Regions from separate parts of the Zea mays genome. Here regions 1, 2 and 3 are each linked to region 4. A link is a contact called in public Hi-C data. All regions are on one chromosome and are shown on one strand. The core of a region is the stretch at or near the end of the contact, and the rest is flanking DNA. Distances in the headings are between cores, read along the strand shown.

Region 1 (2,963 bases), core at 283-2,782, 250 kb after region 4:
ACCAGTGTGGGAGGAGGATAGACGGTTGTAGCCACCAAGGCCCACGTGCCGTGGAGGGGGAGGAGAAGGGGGTGTGGCCGGCAACGAGCACGGAGCCGACACCACTTAAGGGAGAGGTAGGGATGGAGGAACCATGGATGATACCATGTTAGGGAGGTTTGGAGGAAAACCTAACTCCAATTTGGTTAGGTTTATATATCAAGAGTATATGGGCTGGGCCTTAGCCTGTTACATTAGAGACACAATACTCCACCACAGATACGAAGCTAAGCACGCTATAGGAGAAAAAATTGAATTCAACCAGTCAAATCATGACGAATTGGTGTGTGAGGATCGGTGCCATGGTGATGGAAAGAGTGGCGTCCCACATGAAAGGAGGAAGATGAGGATTGAGGAAGAAGGTTGTGTGATGGGTAATTAAAATTTTTTCTTTGTTTGATATACGTTGAAGTGGCGCAAAACGAGGCTCTCTTGAATTTTATTCTTGTATATATATAGAGATGCACATGAAAATGATTTATATAATAGATAACAACACTGGCGAGATTAGAAGATAGAGATAACATCATTATCTAGATTAGGAGAGACATCTCCAAACCCACCAGAATCAAAGGTGCATGACCATTTTGTGCTATATATAACCTTATATATTTATGAGACAACATCTGAGAGTTACATATTCTCCTCCAATTTTTCTAGTATAGAAAAAAAAATAGTCGCAGAAGACGCGCATATCCCGGGCTTCCGGGCAGGGCCGTTCCTGACTTTTCAGGGGCCCGGTGCGAAATCCGATATCGAGGCCCATCCACATATATATATAATTATATATATTATCAAATATTTAATATATAAAAATTATTATGCACTATTTTAAAGTTTACAAGATAACAAATGTAAAATATAGCAAAAACACTTGTTATCTCATATTATTAAAAATATCTTTTAACATTTTGTGATACAAAGTCATCTCTTCTATCATTGAGATCAATCTCATCCAACAACTTTTTTCGATATATAGAATCACCAAGCCATTTAACATCTCTTGAGTTATTGTTGATCAAAAATAGTTCACAAAAATATTTCAATTTTAAAAAGCTTCTCTCTGCCAAAGCAACCATCATATGTATAGTTTATAATACTCTCCCTATATCAAAATAGAATTTGTTTTGCTTCTTTAGTGGATTTATCATCATCAATATAAACATAAAAATTAAGAACTAAAACAAATACTATTTTGAAACGGATGGGTATTGGATAAGTAATTGAGACAGTTTAAGAATATAAACGAGACTAGTTGATAGCTCGATAACGCATCACACTTTACGTATTTGTGTCTATAATAGATAAGTTTAATAGGAAAAAATACTACCGTACAGTGGCTACGGGGCCCTCTATTTTTGGGGGCCCGGTGCGGCCGCACCCTTGGCACCCCCACAGGGACGGCCCTGCTTCCGGGCAGCGTACTGGCCATCCAGTTCCGGCACGGCGGCACCCTCTTTATATACCCCGCCCAAGCCACTGCATTCTCGCCCAGTCGCCCTCTTGGGCCTTGGCTTGGCTTCTACCCTACCCTGCAAACACACGCTCTCTCCTCCCTCGTGGCCTCGTCACTTCTTCTCGCACTCGTGAAACAACAACAAAAAAAGGTTCGATTTTTTCCCCCTTCGATCGATGGAGAACGCGCCGACGTCACACGCTCATGGCGTCAGCCTCGACCTGCGCCTGGACCCATCTCCGCTCCATCGCTCCGCCGCGGTGCCCGTGCCCGCGCCGCCCTTCGCTGCCGACCACCGCCCGGGGGAGGCCTTCGCCTGCAACTACTGCCACCGCAAGTTCTGCAGCTCGCAGGCGCTGGGCGGACACCAGAACGCGCACAAGCTCGAGCGCACCCTCGCCAAGCGCAGCCGGGACATCCTCGCCGCGCCTCCACCGTCGTCCCCGCCACCACCGGCCCCGGCCGTAGCCTTCCATGCTGCCGCGCCGGAAAGCAACAGAAGGAGCGGGCTCGTGCCGACCGCGTACTACGGCGCCACGAGGCTCGCGAGGGAGGAGGACGCCATGGCGCAGCAGGCGGCGCCACCGGGCTTCGCGATGGGCTGGGGTGCAGACACTGCGGCCGCCGCTGATGGTGGCTGCGGCCGCCTCGGCCTCGGCCACGGCCATGGCCAGAGCGGGGAGGAGATCGACTTGTCGCTCAAGCTCTGAGCAGATGCTTTGCATGCTTAGCTTGTTGATTAGTTGGTGCATGCAGCATATATCTGGCGCGCGTACGTCCGTCCAATTCATCTCATTCTCAGGCCGATCCGGCGCAAGTCGTGTTAGAATTTGCTAGCTAGCGGGTAGCCTTCTCTTGGATCAGCAGCTGGTGCTTTGAGCTCTGACTAGAATACGTATGTGTATATATAGCTGGCCTCTATATATAATTCATGCAATAACTAATCTTGAATCTATATATAGCGAAGCGCCTAAGCCATTCCATATATACGGTCTCGATTGTACTATCATTTATCTATCTACATCTATATATATATCATGCATGGACAGCATGCTCAAAAACAATGTACATATAGTACAAGTATATTGACGAATCTAGCATATGTATTATGCTCTGTATCTCTCTATCTACTCATGCTATCCAGTGCAATCTGCTCTATTTGAACGTCCATGTTCATTTTTTGAGGTAGCTAAATTTGTATCTCAACACGTATACGAACAAAAGGCCCACCACCAAGCAACTGAAGAGTTTCACCGGCCGTCTGTCCTGTTCTGTTCACAGGTGCTGTGTTCCATGCCTTTGCTTGTGTCTTTGGCAAAGTTGTGGTTAGCTAGCCCTTTCTTCTTGGAAGAACTTGCTTTGCCTGACTGCAAGAGTAGTCTCCCCAACTCTGAATGGAAAAACGCACTGATGGCCGGGGCTCGCTCTTGCTTGCAGGATCCGGTCGATCCATCGGATCAGTAGCTGG
Region 2 (3,197 bases), core at 261-2,760, 200 kb after region 4:
TCTATAACTTCTCAAGATCTACAAAGTTTATTTTGGTTTCTTGATCATTTATTCATTCCATATGTTGGTTCTAACATTATTCACAAATCTTATGCATCTCTTTTTTAGTTTTATAAACTAGAGAGAGATATAGTTTTTATTAACAAATTTACTTTTATTTTATCATATAAAGAAATAACCAAAATATAATTATACATCTTGATGAGTTATAAAAATTTGTAGTTGAAAACTTTTTATTTGAATTAATTTACTACTTCAAAATGAGATTTTTAAATTGTCTTTGTCTAGTGTTAAAAAAAACACTCGGCAAAGAAACATTTGCCGAGTATTTTTTGTTTTGCACTCGGTAAAGAATTTTTTATCGAGTGTTCGAAAAAAAACGCTCGGTAAATCATTTGGCGCTCGGCAAAGAGCCTGATTGCGATTGTGATAGTGTAATATCCTACATCATGTGTTGTGTATTGCCCTACCTTTAAATTATATTGTATATTATGTGTTATAGGGTGAGTATTCTTGCCTCTAATGAAATCCATTCGCTAGAGCGAATTTCAACAAAGTGCTTATAGTAGTGATACGATACCTTCTTTCATTGTCCTTCTGCGTGCAGTTTTGAAGATCTTGTCGATTGGCGGGATACAAGGCCATGCACTTTGGAAATTATCCGTGTGTCGCACGCGCTTGAACTAGATTGTTTTTAATACACTTCACAAGCTTGACAAGTATTTCTTATAAACAATTATGAACTTAATTGATATACATATATATGACCGCTACATGCATGGAGTATGAGTTAAATAAACTAAAATAAATCTGGTATTAAACGCCTGCGAGTCTGGCAAATATAGAGCATTTTTGGTTCGTGGCTAACTACGCCACACTTTACTTAAAGTTAGTCGTTCGAATTGAAAAACTAACCTTGGATAGAAAAGTTAAGTAAAATGTGGCGAGTTAGGTAGCCAACCAAACAGTCTCATAGTGTGTCCGTGGATCTCTCGGGTGCTGTGCAACGGTGGGAAGAGTGGCAGCTCCGCATCCTTGTGTCCTGGCTAGCCTCTTCTCGCAGCTCGTCTCCCTTCAACTGCTCGCTCGCTGATGCGCAACAATAAAGATGGTGCACTATTTAAAAAAAAAACTCATAAATTTTATTGTGGTATATAATAAATATTACTCAATTTACAAAAGAATTATTTGTGCACCCTGCAGGTGTCTCCAGTTGTGCGTATGGCTCGCCTACCTTGTTGCTGATGCCTGATGCCCTGGCGATATATCATATATGCACTCGCCACCCTCTTCAACCGCCACAAGCAGCCGCCCGCCGGCTGCCGGTGAGAGGAGCGGCGCCAATCCTCCTCACCCACCTCACGAATTTACAGTGTACAGCATCGACGACGTACAGCGAGGTGTGGAGACGGCACCTTGGTATCGCCGTTCACGGTTGCCCTGTACGATAAGAGACTGATGCAGGCGGTGATCTTGCTCTTAGCTTTATCATCGGCGTTTTCGAGTTGCATGCAAGCAATGGGGCCTCATGATTGCAAGCATGAAAGACGTAATAACATCTTGGGATATTTATCCAGAAAGACAACAGGGAATACATATTACAGTACATCTGTGAGTTCCTCAAATAATTCTAGGGTCCACCTGATGACCGATTTTCATCCTGGTGAACTACCCACCCGTCTAGCCGTATGCAATTCGATTGCCGGCCTTGCTGCGAGGCTTAATTATAAATAAAAGGAACGCGCGTAACACGATTCCAACAAAACATATTAGACATATCCGAAACACAGTTACAACGTATATAATTATAATTGACCTGCATCTCGCTAATGATTTACAGCAAAACGAAGGCTAACCTGGGGCTACTATCAGTCTCACAGATAAGCTGAGTAAAGACCAACAGACAAGCAGCAAAACGACGGATATATTGCTCATCTTTCAACCTCCGTGAACGTTAGTGTTAAATCATTGTTGGTTTTGTTGCCTCTGCTGAGTGAAGTTGGGATTCTGGGTCTGGTTCTGAAGGCCCGCCATACCCTGTGGCACGTTCTGTGCACCTGCCTGCATGTTCCCGTATAGCCCTTGCTGCTGCTGCTGCATTCCCATCATGCTGCTATTTGTGGCTCCCATACCGAACACTGCGGCAGAAAACAGCAGAGTTCAGTAATACAAACTTGATACGATCATTTTTTGGCACAAAGTAAAATAGACCAATGATGATTTAAAATCAAAGGACACTTTTCATCCAGCACTGATATTTTGTCCATAGTGGAAAGTGCTCTTAACTTTCCCTAGTTACTGAATTCTTGTGTTTTTTTGTAATGACATCCTACTTCCGCATTATGGTAAATTCCAATATATTTTGTCCTTTTGAATTGTGATCGGATCAGGTATCTAGATTTATGCGACTCAAAAGGGTTTGCCTCTGCAATGCGTACACATATTTCTAATATTGAGGAGCAGGTTTCTACCAAATAAGCCAGTAAAGCCACCAAAACAATTGATAGACAAATATGATGTCTCAAATCCATGGCACATAACATTTTTTTTTATCCATTTGATAGTGCTAACTTGAAAAGTCTTAAAAAGGGAAAGGGATACATACTTTGGTCAGTCAGCATTTGGGGATGGCTCCTATGTGGATGCCCACCAGCCATACCATACTGAGAAATAATAATAAAACAACACATTAAATACAAGAAGTTATGTGCGAAGAATGAAACAGTCCGGAAACAGGACAGAGCAAATACAAAAGCAACAAATTCTGCAATCTTTATATTATATACTGCCCCTTCAGTAATCAGGAAATCATGTCTATAGTGGACAAGATGTCGTTAGTATAAGAGAATAAACTTGTTAAAGGAAGATAACCTAAAACTGTAACCTTATTAATCAGACTACCATAAAGTTGCAAGAGAAGCCAACAGCCAAAATGAAACTACCCTAGTCCATCAATTAGTGATGCATGTGCTGAAATTGTTTTTTTTTTTACCATAAATGTGCTGAAATTGTTTGGGACGAGCCAACATTGCAGTTGATAATATGAATAATGCAACTAAAATAATAATAGCCCTATATTAATCAGACCACCCTACATCAAACTCTCATGTGCAATACAGTAACAAAGTCAACCTTTCTTGACGATCTACAAGGGCAAAAGGGAATACAGACTGTCATTGCCCAGTAGTTGTGATCAA
Region 3 (3,081 bases), core at 320-2,819, 150 kb before region 4:
GGAACCTGCTCACCAGGGCAAGTTGATCCAACGGGAAAGTGAAAAGAGTATTTGCAAAGTTTAGCATGGAATGCCAAAAGCTTCGTTAATCTCTCCAGGCCTAGGCACTGTACGGGGATATTTATAGGTACTCGAGGGGCTGCCTGTCCCTGTCAAAGACATTTAGACCCTCGAGTACCCGGCTTATCCCCGAAATATTCCCACTAAGGGAGGTTATAGACAGTCATTACGATAAACTTTATTACATACACGACCCTTATTACTCCTATCCACGCGGGGGCCATCTCTATGGGCCGAATCGCACATGGGCCTCCCCTGGTGGTGAGGGAACAGGAGGTCCGTAGACTTCGGCTAGGCCTTCATCTCGTCTCGTGTGGGCGAAGGGGGTCGAACAGGCCTCCGTCCGATTGGCACCCTCGGCCTGCCTTGGCGGGTTCTGTGGATTCAGCCTTCGTCTGTGCAAGACGGGGACGAAGTCGTAGAGCGAAGGGTAGCGTGTTCGCCTTCGCCCCAATAGTAATAACTAATATTTGTGAATAACTTATTAAAATTTAGGAAGGGTCCATTGATCGGAACTGCCTTCGACCCGCTTCCTTTGCCAACTAGTGTTTCTGTGTCTATGTGTTTTTGTGGTGATCCTTGCAAGATTGACAAGTCTGAGGATCATGACACTTATCCCCATACGATTTACCCACTATTAACGATTTACCAATAATAACTACAAATCAATAAGTACATGGAGAGCGGGTTACCGGGCGGTGGAGACCGTGGCCGACCGGAGACCGGGAGGCGAGCGGCGGCTGTGGGCGGCGGGCGTGGGCGGCGAACGGCGGGCGTGGGCGGGCGGCTTGGGGCTGGCAGGTGGTGGCGGGCGGGCGACGCGGGGGCGGTGGGCGACCGACTTGGGGTGGCGGCCGGCGCAGGGTGGTGGCGGCCGATCAGGAGGCGCGCGGGGCTGGGCGGGCGGCGCGCGGGAGGGCGGACGGGCGGCGTGCGGGTGGCGAGCATGGGCTGGGCTGGATGGGGCAGGCGTCGACGTTGAATGGAGTGGACCCTGGTATATGAGACATCGACGCCAAGATCCATGACGCCGACCTATCGCCACATCAGTAACAGGTAGCTTCAATTTAATTGGCACCGACACGTTCTAGCTCGGCGCCAATAGTGATGACGCTGAGCTAGGAGTCTATTTTTAAAAATAAAACTGAAAAAGACGTATTTATGAAAATAAAACTAAAAAAAGGCTAAATTAAAAAAACGGTGCGGGCAACCAATTACGCCCTACGTGGTTACTTAGGGCATGTACAATGGTGTTTAATGTGGAGGCTCTTAAGGTGTTTTAAGGGGGTATTTGCAAAAAAATCTTAGAGCCGTCTCTCCGTGAAGAGACGCCTATGGCTCGTAAACCAAGTAGCAACAGACGCCTCACTTTCCACTGTACGAATTTGTCGTCTGTTCTATCGATCTGATGTTGTACAAATGCATTTAATTCTGTATTTATTAACAGACTACATTTATAGACACTTCATTGTATAATAGAGTCTCTTAGTTGTCTCTTGTACTTGGAGAACCGTTTTGATGTCTCTCCACTGTACATACCCTTAGCAGAACCTCAAAATTTCGCAAAATCTAGTGTTGGAATATAATTAGTGCAATCAGCAGGGTCTCTTGTGCAAACACCCCGTCCACTGCACAGCCAATTCCCCATCGCGATAGGCCCGTTCGCACGAATCACTGCTCTGCTTTCACCCCCCGCATCGAACCTCACCCCCGATCTGATCGAATCGAAGGCTGCGGCGGCGATGGGCGGTGACCATGGCGGTGGGCACGCCGGCGGCGACTTCCGCCAGAAGGTATGGAGCATGACGGGCGGCCCGTACTGCCGCCCCGTCCACTGGCGCCGTAACACCGCCATCGCCATGTTCGGCGTCTTCCTCATCTGCATCCCCATCGCTATGAAGTCCGCAGAGCTCGAGGTATGCATGTGTATCCCCATCACCCAGACTCTGACCCTGCGACTTCTCGTTGTCGTACATGGTTTTGAGGATTTGAGCTGATGCTTGCTCTACCCTAGATATTAGATCTGCGGCGAACGTCTCAATATTTATGGAGTTCTTGGTAGTGAGACTTCTTGTCTTTGGAACTAGGAATAGCCTATCCATTCTGTATAACACATAGTTCGAACGCGGATGTGAAGGACAGCTCGTTAATAGGGTACTGTTGCTGTAAATTCCAAACCCGTGAGTGCCATTTCTTGTGATCCTGTTGGAAGTGCCCCTTGAATCCTTGATCTAGTATTGCTATTTAATGCAGAGGATGCAAGTTCCACTTATTTTCGGTCATTGGGATTGGGTTGACCCAAAACTTGCTAGAATGAACTAAAACGGCCTGCCACCTAATTTTTTTAGGGGGGTGAAATGAACTAAAATGTCATACCACGTAATTAATAATTAATTACCTGAACCCCAAAGCACCATTGGGTACCTGCTTGCATCCCTAAATGCACTTTCAGAATATGATGCTACTTCATTGAAGTGGCTGGCTACAATGGTTTCTTTTGAACTTCTGATATTTTCTGTCTGTACTGAAACTATCTGTGGCTAAATTGTGATGAGTGTGCTTGTTTCCATTTGGACAACTTGCTGACATGCATATATTAGCCAGGTATGCATGACAGGTGTTCTAACGGATCAAATAGTGTCTATAAGTAACTCCACTGAAATTCTCTGATAGCCATGATGCATGTTCTCTAGATAGCTAATGAATATATGGGATGATGGAGGAGATAGGGGACTGAGATGCTGCAAATTCATTTCTCAGGGAAAGCATGTAGGTCTTCCTGGTGCCAGTGAGCTACATAATGAACAATCAGAATGTAAGCGATATGTAGAATATAAGGGCTAACCATCTTGTACTGTTTCTTGTAATTTGTCTAAGTTCAAGGCAGACCCTCCCTAACTTGTCTCTACTGGGTGCCATCCTGCTGCCCACTTAGGTAGTGTTTGGTTGAAGAGCCAAGTAGAACGGAGCCATTCTGTCCTATTTTTGTTGCTGTTTGGTTACAAAGTAACTAGAACGGAA
Region 4 (3,441 bases), core at 533-3,032:
GCCCTGCTCGCCTCGGGTGTGTGTGGCTTCCTGGGACTAGCCGACTACTACTGCAAGTTCATCTGGGACTACGCACGATCGTTGTGCCCATGACACAGTTGTTGTGCAAGGATGCCTTCGCCTAGACACCTGAGGTTACAGAGGCACACGACACTGAAACGCGCCCTCTCTCCACAAGGTTGGTCCTACAAATGCCAGACTTCGACGGTTCGACCTATAGTTTATCATCGACTGTGACACTTTAGTTGCGGGTTTCGATGTTGTTCTCCAACAAGGGGGCAGTCCCTTGGCCTTCTTCAGTCGGCCCTTCGCCGCCCATCACCATAAGCTAATGGCATATGAGCGTCAACTCATCGGCCTGGTTCAGGCCGTGCGACATTGGTGGTCGTACCTTTAGGTTCCCTGCTTCCTCATCTGCACTGACCGCTACAGCCTCAGGTTCCTATTGGACCAGCAACTGTCATTTGTGACTTCGACAATCAGAACACCTGCTTGATCGCTATCCTAATTTCTGCATAAATGTGACTACATCTTTCACAAGTAAAACACATGCTTGAACTCGTGTTTACTTTGAAGCGGAGGGTAAAGTGTTTACTTCGAACTCAAGAACAGAATAAAGTGTTTACTTTGAACTCGTGCAGACCCACAGTCATTCTCGGACATCTTGAACTCATCCCTCACCCTTTGGAGCTCCAATTTCATCGTCTCTTCGGATGACATATGATCTGGATGGAAGTACTGAAGATAACAACTTGGATCAGCAGTAGTAAATCACATCCTAAGATGTAAATACCCTACGGAATACTTAAATGACCAGGGAAATAAAAGGACAAACTCACCTTCTCTAACAACTCCTCCTGCGGAGGCTGACTCATGTAGTCTGGCGTCGGCTGACCGCGAAGGTTCAGCAGTGCATGAATGTTTACCCGCTGAGTGGCGTTTTCTGGTTTATGATTCAGGTTCCCAATGCAATTCTTGATTTCCCAGAGAGACCCTGACAACTGGTTTTCCTGCTTCTCCAACTCCGCCAGCTTGGCGATCCGCCCCTGCAGCTCCTTAAGAGAGAACCACTCCTTACCGTCTTTGGCCCCAACCGCTGGCCGGAGCTCGCCTAGCTTCTTCCCAAGCTCTTCGTAGCTGTAGAGCCTCGAAAGCGCCACGTTAGATTCCTTCCCATCCTTCCGCGCATCTACAGCCTTAAACTTCCTCTGTAACTCCGGGCTGAAGATGTTGCTCTGCGAAAGAGTCAGAAACGGCGTCGACGGAGGATGCGGTGTCCGCAGCGGGGAGCGCTTGAGACTCTCTCGGACGGAATCGAAGCCGGTCACCCCCTGCCCAGCGTTGGCACCCTGGGCGACGCTGCTCCTCTTGATTATGTCCAAAAAGGAGGGGGCGACTCCGGGTGCGGAGGGGGAGGGCGCGCCGACGGTTGGGCGGAAGTCATCGAGCATCCGGCGAACCTCTTCAAGGGACGGTTTCGAAGGAGGACCACGCGCGGGGTTGGGACGGAGCAAGTTCGATGGATTCCGGCGCGGAGGGGACGACGTGGGAGACAAGCGGAGGCGATCCTTGATGTCCTGGAAAAGCGAGGATGACGGATTCCGCGGCGCGCCGGGGTTGGGGGGCGGAGAGGAGGACGGGGAATGGTCGTCGTCGGGGTCGTTCGCCGGGGACGGGGGCGGAGTGAACGGGGGGCACGAGGAGAAGAAGGCACGGGGGAGGGGGAGAACGGGTCTCCTCTGCGGGGTGACACGACGGAGAGCCATGGCGGCGGCGGGTGGAGGTGGAGGCTCACTTCTGCTCCGCCTATAGGGTTCCGGTAAAGACGAAAGTGCCGATGAGTGGAGGCGGGAGCGATGTGTCGCGGCCTGTTTGCGAAAGTTGGTCCTACATATGCTGCTGGGCCGTCAGGTAGTCGGCTGGCAAACTGGGCCGAAGCTTGGGCTGAAAGCCTTGTGCCCCATCTCTCAGTCCTTTTCTATATTTCTTTTTTTTCAAATATAACATTATCCAATGGTTATTTGCTTGGTAGTTAAAAATTATCCCAAAACTATCTCATACATCGAAACAAAAGAGCTAATATACTTTATATAGGTATTTAACTTGTTGTTAGTCAACTAACTAACCACAACTAATTTAATCTAATTTTAAGGCCCTGTTTGGTATATTTACTGCTTGTTAGAAATCATCTTCTGTTTATTTTGAGAAGCAACTGAAGTGATAAGTTGTTGCAGAAGCCTACTATTTGGTACAACTTATGCTTAAATCTATAAATAAGTTATGAAATAAGTTGTTCCAAACAGGATCTTAGTCTAACTCATAACTAGCCATGTGAATAGTACTACCACTGGTTGGGATGGCGCTGGACCCACTGTCTCCAACAGTGTTCTCTATATTCTTACAACTTCCTATAAAAGTTCCCTTCTCTATATATCATTTCACTCCAGTAGGGTCCTCTAAATATTGTTCTCTATACATAAATACCTATATTAGAGGCATATTTTATTTTAAATTTTTATACATATGTATTTGCCATATCTTTGAATGTTTAATACATATTCTAGTTTTGCTTAATCTGTTGTTTAAAGTATTAAATTGATAAAGTACAAGAGAGAATCTCTATATATAGAAGACGAAGGAATGATCTCTATATTTAGAGAATGCTTTAAAGGACGCTACTAGAGGGGAACAGGATAGAGGAGGGAACCTCCTCCATCTACGGCTAGTTTCGGAGCCACAAAACCGGAGGGTACTGGAGGGGCTAAAATCCCTTCCTTATTCAATTTTGAATAAGAAGGTGATTTTAGCTCCTCTAACCCCCTCCGGTTTTTAGACTCCCAAATTATCCCAAAGAGTACAACACCCTTTAGGGCTATTCGGTTGAGGAAGGATTCAAGGGGTGGAGGGGATTAAATCTTTTTATAGTCAAAATTGAATAGAAAGCGATTTAATCCCACTCAATCTCCTCTGATCCTCATATTCGATTAGGGTAGCCTTACCTCCACGTCATATGGTGGTAAGCAAGTAATGTCGTATCGTCACTTGCAGCAGCAACGGTAAGGCCCATCCATGGGCCATGGTTGTGGTTTGTGAGTTGGCCCTATTAGCTTGGTGGCAACAACAAATAGGGTCAATTTGGTTCAGTTGTAAATTTTTGAAAATTTGATTCTAGATGTGAGTTGTGAGAAAGTTGTTATGAGCTAACGATTTTGGGAAAGCTGAAATATATTTGGTTGGGCAACTATCAATTATAGATTATGTAAGAGCATGTTCGCTTATAATATGGATGATAGGAACCTAGAAAACCTGGGTACGAGGTGATTCTGAATTAAACTGAATGAATCTATATATTTTCATAAACCTATTATGTTGTTGTACCTATTTGGTTTAGGTTCCAGATTTTTTTGTAACAAATCTAATTCATAAAGCTAAACCAAACAC

The links. Hi-C and Micro-C count contacts between places; a contact is called where the count stands out from the background.
Region 1: a Hi-C map of leaf shows a contact between it and region 4, with 7 times the contacts expected there. The contact joins the promoter of LOC100282331 here to the promoter of LOC100273039 in region 4. A contact is called at or near these places in 2 of 25 Hi-C or Micro-C datasets (leaf and tassel).
Region 2: a contact with region 4 is called in a Hi-C map of leaf, with 5 times the contacts expected there. The contact joins the promoter of LOC103634279 here to the promoter of LOC100273039 in region 4. A contact is called at or near these places in 2 of 25 Hi-C or Micro-C datasets (ear and leaf).
Region 3: a contact with region 4 is called in a Hi-C map of leaf, with 6 times the contacts expected there. The contact joins the promoter of LOC100303970 here to the promoter of LOC100273039 in region 4. A contact is called at or near these places in 2 of 25 Hi-C or Micro-C datasets (leaf and tassel).

The regions. Positions count from the first base shown.
Region 1 is chr7:151,851,111-151,854,073 of Zm-B73-REFERENCE-NAM-5.0, forward strand. It overlaps LOC100282331 (zinc finger protein 2), which reads left to right and starts at 1,533. Exons shown (of 1, transcript NM_001155243.2): 1 at 1,533-2,436. The coding sequence starts at 1,672. The coding sequence ends at 2,205.
Region 2 is chr7:151,792,717-151,795,913 of Zm-B73-REFERENCE-NAM-5.0, forward strand. LOC103634279 (putative methyltransferase At1g22800, mitochondrial) reads right to left here and starts at 1,511. Exons shown (of 12, transcript XM_035961250.1): 1 at 1,395-1,511. The coding sequence starts at 1,511. LOC103633122 (mediator of RNA polymerase II transcription subunit 8) reads right to left here. Exons shown (of 12, transcript XM_008654800.4): 11 at 2,606-2,663; 12 at 1,546-2,138. The coding sequence ends at 1,966.
Region 3 is chr7:151,450,424-151,453,504 of Zm-B73-REFERENCE-NAM-5.0, forward strand. It overlaps LOC100303970, which reads left to right and starts at 1,570. Exons shown (of 2, transcript XM_008654797.3): 1 at 1,570-1,976. The coding sequence starts at 1,803.
Region 4 is chr7:151,597,257-151,600,697 of Zm-B73-REFERENCE-NAM-5.0, forward strand. LOC100273039 (S15/NS1 RNA-binding protein) reads right to left here and starts at 1,783. Exons shown (of 4, transcript NM_001147488.1): 1 at 840-1,783; 2 at 627-738. The coding sequence starts at 1,766.